Regions from separate parts of the Mus musculus genome. Here region 2 is linked to region 1. Evidence: chromatin contacts called from public Hi-C data. All regions are on one chromosome and are shown on one strand. The core of a region is the stretch at or near the end of the contact, and the rest is flanking DNA. Distances in the headings are between cores, read along the strand shown. Region 1 overlaps Herc3 (hect domain and RLD 3). Region 2 holds the start of Nap1l5 (nucleosome assembly protein 1-like 5).

Region 1 (3,433 bases), core at 293-2,792:
AGAAGGGGGAAGGAAGGAAGGAAGGAAGGAAGGAAGGAAGGAAGGAAGGAAGGAAGGAAGGAAGGAAGAAAGGAAGGAAACTCTTGTTTATTCCCTCTATAGAAGTTCAAGACAAGTAACAAATACATATCAAAATAATAGTTATGATTACTTAAAAATATAACTCCAATGAAAATCATTCTTACCGGCGCGAGCTGAAAGCTGACTGCTGTGGGCAGCCCAGTGGCCCTTCACAGGAGATGGGCACTTGACATTACATGTATGTCCGGTTCCCAGCTGACCTTTAGCTCCACAACCAAATGCATAGATGAGTCCAGAAGAAGGCACAAGGGCTAGAGTGTGCTGTCTGTGGGAATAATGAACTCATTGGCAGAATTCCTTCTGGCGATGATGTACGCTTGGCCTGAGATTTTAACTTTCATATAAAATCACAGAAATTCCTAGGGGTTCTTGTGGAGCCTATCCTGGTTCTTGTGTCTATCACAGACTCCTAACTTCTGACACCCCATCAGGCATGGCTAATTGAGGCTGAAACCCATGACAGCTTTGAAATTGGTCCAACACTAAAGCATAAACTGGCTTAAAACGAGAAGTTTTTTATAATTTGATTTTATGGTTTGTGTGTGTGTGTGTGTGTGTGTGTGTGTGCGTGCATTATAATTGCTAGTATGGAGGTTGTACATGTGTATGTGTATGTGCATATCCATACCTGCAGAAGTGGTAGGCCAGAAGTAATTTTCTCCGTATATTTAAAGATCATCTCTCACTGAACCTTTTTAAAGGCAAGAGTCTCTTGAACTAGACGGCTCGACAGTGAGCTTAGGGAATATGCACGCCTGTCCCAGCCTGTTCCAGTGCTGACATTACAGATGGCTTTTCATGTGCTTGGTGGGGGTCCTAATTTGTGTCCTTGTGCTTGTAGGGCAGACTTGTAACTTACTGAACTATCTCACCAGCCCAAACATAGATTACAATGTTGTATTGCTGTGACAAAGGTCATGCATGTGCCTACAGATCAAGTGAAAATCTGTGAAAAGAGATTAACAAGCTGCCACATGCTCCCTTTGGGATGAAAGAAAAACAGAACAGACCCAAATAAGCACCTGTCACATTGCTTTTTCATTTCTTCCCTCTCTTTTCTATAAGAGGTCCATTATCCTCCTGCTCGTCTGTTTACCTAAATCCCTTCCTTTCCCTATCTACTTCAGTCTGACTTTCCCTACACAGGTGACCGTGCAGTTGAGACTTCCTAAAGCAAAGCTGTGCACGGTGGCACGTGCCTGCAGTCCCTTCACTCAGGAGGTAAAAGGAGGAAGCCCCCACTACATACCGAGTTTAAGGCCAGAATAGGGCACACTGACCAGTACTATCTTAAAGAGGTGGGGAGAAAACAAACAACAAAAATATTTCTTTAAATGGCAGTGGCTCAGTGAGCCCACAGGCTTTCCCACCGCCCGATCCACTCTGCAGCTCTTTACCATCACTACCACGAGAAAGCTCTTGGGGTCACTCACCTGCCACAAGCAATCTGAGTTACTTCACTGCCCATCAGCTCCAGGACTCTTCTCGGATTAACTTCATCATTCACCGAGTCATGTCCAAGCTGCCCACAGGAGCCAGCACCAAAGGTAAACACGCCCCCACTCTAGCAAGGAACAAGCATTGGGTGACTCGGTAACTGAGTTTGAGGGCTGTCCTCTAAAACTTACTCATAAAATCCCATCTCACGGGTCTGTTCTAGGTATTACACTCACCTGATGACCGTCAGCATTTTCTAAGAACATTCCTTAAGTGGGAAAGAATAAAGGAATGTAAGACTACAGCTTTAGGGAATGGGTCCGCACTGCTTAAATGAGTGGTTGCCATTGGAGATTTTAAGAGTATGTAAAAGCGAGGTGATGTAGGGCTAGAGAGTTAGCTCAGTAGTTTAGGAAGAGCAATTGCTGCTCTTTCAGAGGACCTGAGTTCTATTCCCAGCATTCACCATCCAAAGCTCACAACCACAGGTAACTCTGGTTCCAGGTGACCCTTTTTTTAAGTGCAGGAATGTGTGAGGAGGCAAAAAGTTTTAAAGGAAAAGAGCAGGTGAAATGAGCAGGACTTGTTAGGTTCACTTATATGTAAGGAACTGAGGCTTGATAAACTCTATAGTAAAGATTTTAAATTTGTACTTGAATAAATGCTACATCAATATATGGCAACAAGTCCTCAATATGAAAAGACATTTTTAAGCCAAGCATGCTGGCTCATGCCTATAATCCGGGTACCTGGGAGGTAGAGACAGGACTTGAAAATCATACTAATGCATGCTGCATGACAGGATAAAGATAATACATAAGACCCTGTCTCAAAACAATCACAAAAAAAGAAAGAAGGAAGGAAGGAAGGAAGGACAGACTTTTATTCTTTCTAGTATGTTAGTGTTTTTAAAAGCAATTAATTTACTACTCGTAATTAATAAATTACTATTTGTAATTAAATTACTATTTGTTTTATATATTCAAATGGATTATTTTTAAAGAACAAAGAATGGGTAGTGTTTTGCATATGTATATATGCCATACTTTTAAGTTATTTCTATTGAGCTATTTTTAAATGTTACCTAGAAAATATAGAGGGTTTCCAAGAGGAAAGCATGGACATGTTTTTAAAAAACAGTCTTCACTCTACTCCTCCCAAAACAATCACAACGAAGCTAAAGAGAAAATTCAAGTCCAGCAAAAGTAACCTTCCTCCACAGTTAGCTACTCTGCGACATATGAAATTGCCCATCTCACCGCCATCCACAGCCCAGCCCCCTAAGCGCCTCACCTTTGTGAGAACTGCTGTGTGCTCCTCTCCACAACTAATATAGACGACTTTCTGTGTGCGTAAAAGCTTCACGTGGCATGGAGACTCCCGGTCTAAGATAAATTAAGCATCAGCATGTCACTCCCCTTGGCCTTTTGCATGAGACATAAACAACAAGCAGCAAGAATTTCACATCCCCCAGTCTCCTGACTCAACATCCACTTCACATCTCTGTCTCCAACTCTACTCGAAAAGTCTGACAAAATCTAAGTTTAATTTTTAAAACTTTAACTCCTAAATTCTCTAACTCTGTCCACTCCAGCTCACGCCATCGCTCCTTGCCCCACTCATGCAACCTGATCCTTCCGCCCTTCCCTTTGTTTCCAACTGCACAGCCAATCAACAGAATCATCATCATTAAGGTCTACAAAAACCTGACTATTATTTCTACCTTCCAACAGATCCCTGCCCATTGATCCACCGGTGACTTAAACTAGGCCATGCCTCTCTTCAAAACCATTAATTTCTTTTCCCCTCATTGAGAAAGGAAGTGAAAATCCTCACTGTACCCTAGGGGTCCTTGGTAGCAGTGCCCACACTGCCTCCCTTCCTTCTACCTCTGCTTCCCCACCACTCTTCCAGT
Region 2 (3,433 bases), core at 446-2,945, 48 kb before region 1:
TAGGCTTTACTAACAGCCTAGTCTAAGTTTTAGGATCTTGTGAGTAAAAAAGTAAAAGTCCTAAAAGGTTCAGCAAAGTAGCTCAGCAAATAAACCATTTGCTCCTAAGCCTGAAGACCTAAGTGAGATTCCCAGAAGCACGTAGTCGGAATGATAGAACCAACAGATACTCATACTGCTGAATGTGCAACCACTCCATCGATAAATAAAGACAAAAATGTAATGAAAAAAAGAACAAGGCAGGAGGGGGGAGTAAAACAAACTAAAGGACTCAGAAGTACGTTAAAAAGGTATTTTGTATATTTCACTTTCTTTCATCAGAGGGACAAAAGTATTTGTTTTTAATACAGTAATTTTACTTTAAAAATATTCAGTGCTTACTCCATGTCAGCACTAAATGGTTTACATACAATTAAGTTAATACACGTAAGAAGTAAAAGAGAGAAATTTCTTATGAAATTCATATGCATAAAACTCTGGCAAGACCCACCACAGAGAAAGACAGATCTAAATAGGTAATGAATGTATCCTCTAGGAACCACTTAAAAGTTGTGCCCTGCTCTTTATTCTAGAAGCTCTAAGGAGGCAGGAAGGACCTGGAGTTCACATAGTTTAAAGCTAGACTGGACCAGCTAAATAAATAAATAAATAGATAGATAAACAAAACAAATAACTCTCTAATTCTGGCTTATATGGGGAAAAAAATAAAAGATCACTTCATTATTAGAAAACAAGACTTTGATGTTTATGGTCTTTTCCAAAGCTCTCACATACAAATTACAAGCAGATTCAAACAACAGATGGTTAACTGTGAAGTGTTTGGTGACAAATGACTGTAGAAGCATCTGTGGGTCCCTAAGGAAGTGTAGGATCAAACACGCATTTCAAGATGTATTAAAATGACCTCTTTTCCCCAGCCTTTATGGGCATGTTTAATCTGCTAACTGGAAGCAGTGTGCCTCCACCCAAAAACTGAATTGGGCCCTACACATCTATACATGACAGCATCTTTTCACAATGTCACACGGTTGGACACTTCTAGGGCTTTGCATTTCTTCTGTTCACCCTCACTTTATTTCTTTTCAGAGGCAATTGTGTGAAACCTACTAGAATGCTCACAGCGCAGAAATTTGCCACACAAACACTTACAGAATCAATGCCAAGGTCCCTCCCGGAACAATTTGCCACGAGGATATAGGTTTAACAGAGATGTCTAACTGTGCTCTAAGAGCCAAAGATGGTCTGCGCAGATACAGGCACGCACTGTGGGTCTGCAAAGGTGAAGGAAAATGGTTCTCCTGCATTTCTGTTCTCTGAAAGTGAATTTAAGACGCAGTCAGGCTTGGAAATGTACCCATAACCAAGGCTTACCAACATTAGCTATGGCGCACTTTCAACAAAGATTGTCAGGTGCATTGCGGATTTGGAGAACTAAGATGGGAGGGGGAGCACACAGTAAACAGATTGGGGGGGGGGGGTGTATAAACAGGTATGGAAAAATACAGTCTCAGCCTCGAGCTGGTTCCAGCCAGTTCTGCAGGGGTGGGGGCGGATGCTGAGGGCTGGGTGTCTAAGTGGCAGGTTTTAGAGACCTCGGAGATAGCAGCATAGCAACAATTTGGTGCAGTGTGTGCGCACAACCATCAGCTGATAGTGAGCAGCCATTCACTTGCCGCGAGCCGCGAAGCGGCCGCGCGGACGTCACCACAGCCGTCAGCGTTTGCCGCATCTTCAGACGCACTCTGGACCAGCCGCAATCACAGCTGCAGGACCTCTCTGGACCAGCTCTATTGCAGACTGCGCAACCACCAGACCACTGCGGCAAACAAGCCCAGCTGAGCCGAGCAGTAGCCATGGCCGACCCCGAGAAGCAGGGACCCGCTGAGAGCCGCGCCGAGGACGAGGTAATGGAAGGCGCCCAGGGTGGCGAAGATGCCGCGACCGGTGACAGTGCCGCTGCTCCCGCGGCCGAGGAGCCCCAGGCCCCCGCGGAGAACGCGCCCAAGCCCAAAAAAGACTTTATGGAGAGCTTGCCCAATTCCGTGAAATGCCGGGTTCTGGCGCTCAAAAAGCTGCAGAAGCGCTGCGATAAGATCGAGGCCAAGTTTGACAAGGAATTCCAGGCTCTGGAGAAGAAGTACAACGATATCTACAAGCCCCTGCTCGCCAAGATCCAGGAGCTCACCGGAGAGATGGAGGGCTGCGCGTGGACCCTGGAGGGAGAGGATGATGAAGATGACGAGGAAGAGGACGACGAGGAGGAGGAGGAGGAAGAAGAGGCTGCAGCTGGCGCAACTGGGGGTCCCAACTTCGCCAAGAAGTGAGCACAGCAAGCTGACAGGTGATAAATCCCCTGCCCCTTTTATTTCCAATGTCGGCAGACTTTAAAAGGCTCAGGATTTGCCCAAAATAAAATGTGAATCTATTCTGACATTCCTAAAATTAAATTGAATCAAGTAGATTCTGGCTAGCCCGTTTCTAATCTGACTTTTATTTGTGTAAAACAGATGCTAAAAGACGTTTTTTAGAAAAAAAAAAAAGCCTAATTAAACTTTTTTTTTTCTCCCTGCTCTTCTGTGAGAACTGGACTTGAGACTGTTGAAAGGTTGTCAGTTAGATGGGAATTAAAAGTGCGTCACACGTTGAAATCCATTCATCACACTACACCAGAACATCCAAGCTAAGACAGAACTCTTCTCAATGCTTAATTCTTCAGTTTCTTTACATTTTCCAGCGCAGAGGAAAAGGAACCCAGGAACGACGTCATCTTTAAGACTTTTGCTTTTGCAAACCCAGACATCAGCTTTACACTCCAGAGGAGCCTTGGCATGGAGCAAGCCTGGACTGACAGCATTTACTGATTATGTGGCTAGGAAAACTGCCATTTCAAGTTGTGAAAAAATGTTTTAAATATTTGCATTTACAGAAAGAACATGGTTTCAAAAATGAGGGTGTATTCCATGTATAATATTGTCAACACGTGTTCATCTGTTATGGTCCCGTGTTACCTGTTTTCTTGGTAGTGTTTGTTTACAAAATCGTAAAAAATTACCCCAAATGTTTTAAAGTGTTAAATTACCTTATAGCATTTTAGAAATATAATTTACTTGAAGAGATGTAGAATGTAGCAATTCTGTAAAGCATGTGTATCCAGTGTTGCCTAGTTTGACCTTTGTGAAGTCTTTTTGTCTTGTAGCTTTTAGCAAGTAGCTGTGAAAACCATCAGAACTCCTCAATGAAGCTAATGTTTGGAAAAAGTATATACTTGAAGAACAAACCCAAGTGTGTACCCCCAACCCCAGCTCAGAAATAGAAAGGGTTTAAGTTTGCTTGTATTAGCTGTGCCTTCATTATTTTGCTATGTAAATGTGACTTAATAAATGGTGCAAAATTAAATTTTATTGCTTGAGGACAGACGGGCATAAAGGAAGGG

Evidence for each region. A called contact is a pair of places that touch in the nucleus more often than the background predicts.
Region 2: a Hi-C map of rod photoreceptor shows a contact between it and region 1, with 2.2 times the contacts expected there. The contact joins the promoter of Nap1l5 here to the enhancer-like site in region 1. A contact is called at or near these places in 5 of 484 Hi-C or Micro-C datasets (centroblasts, centrocytes, group 2 innate lymphoid cells and 2 more), 1 of 115 datasets of contacts at active chromatin or transcription factors (embryonic stem cells) and 1 of 9 other capture datasets (adipose tissue).

The regions. Positions count from the first base shown.
Region 1 is chr6:58,857,165-58,860,597 of GRCm38.p6, reverse strand. It overlaps Herc3 (hect domain and RLD 3), which reads right to left. Exons shown (of 26, transcript NM_001361966.1): 7 at 2,812-2,903; 8 at 1,515-1,645; 9 at 186-346. Among named protein-coding and RNA genes, the nearest start is that of Herc3, 27 kb to the right of the region's middle. Within about 2 kb of position 1,542, at least 1 of the 459 cell types and tissues checked has an H3K27ac peak or open chromatin away from gene starts, as enhancers often do. A contact at or near this core is called in rod photoreceptor, where this site is marked.
Region 2 is chr6:58,905,388-58,908,820 of GRCm38.p6, reverse strand. It overlaps Nap1l5 (nucleosome assembly protein 1-like 5), which reads left to right and starts at 1,695. Exons shown (of 1, transcript NM_021432.2): 1 at 1,695-3,433. The coding sequence starts at 1,854. The coding sequence ends at 2,324. The region is part of intron 23 of Herc3 (hect domain and RLD 3); the gene reads right to left.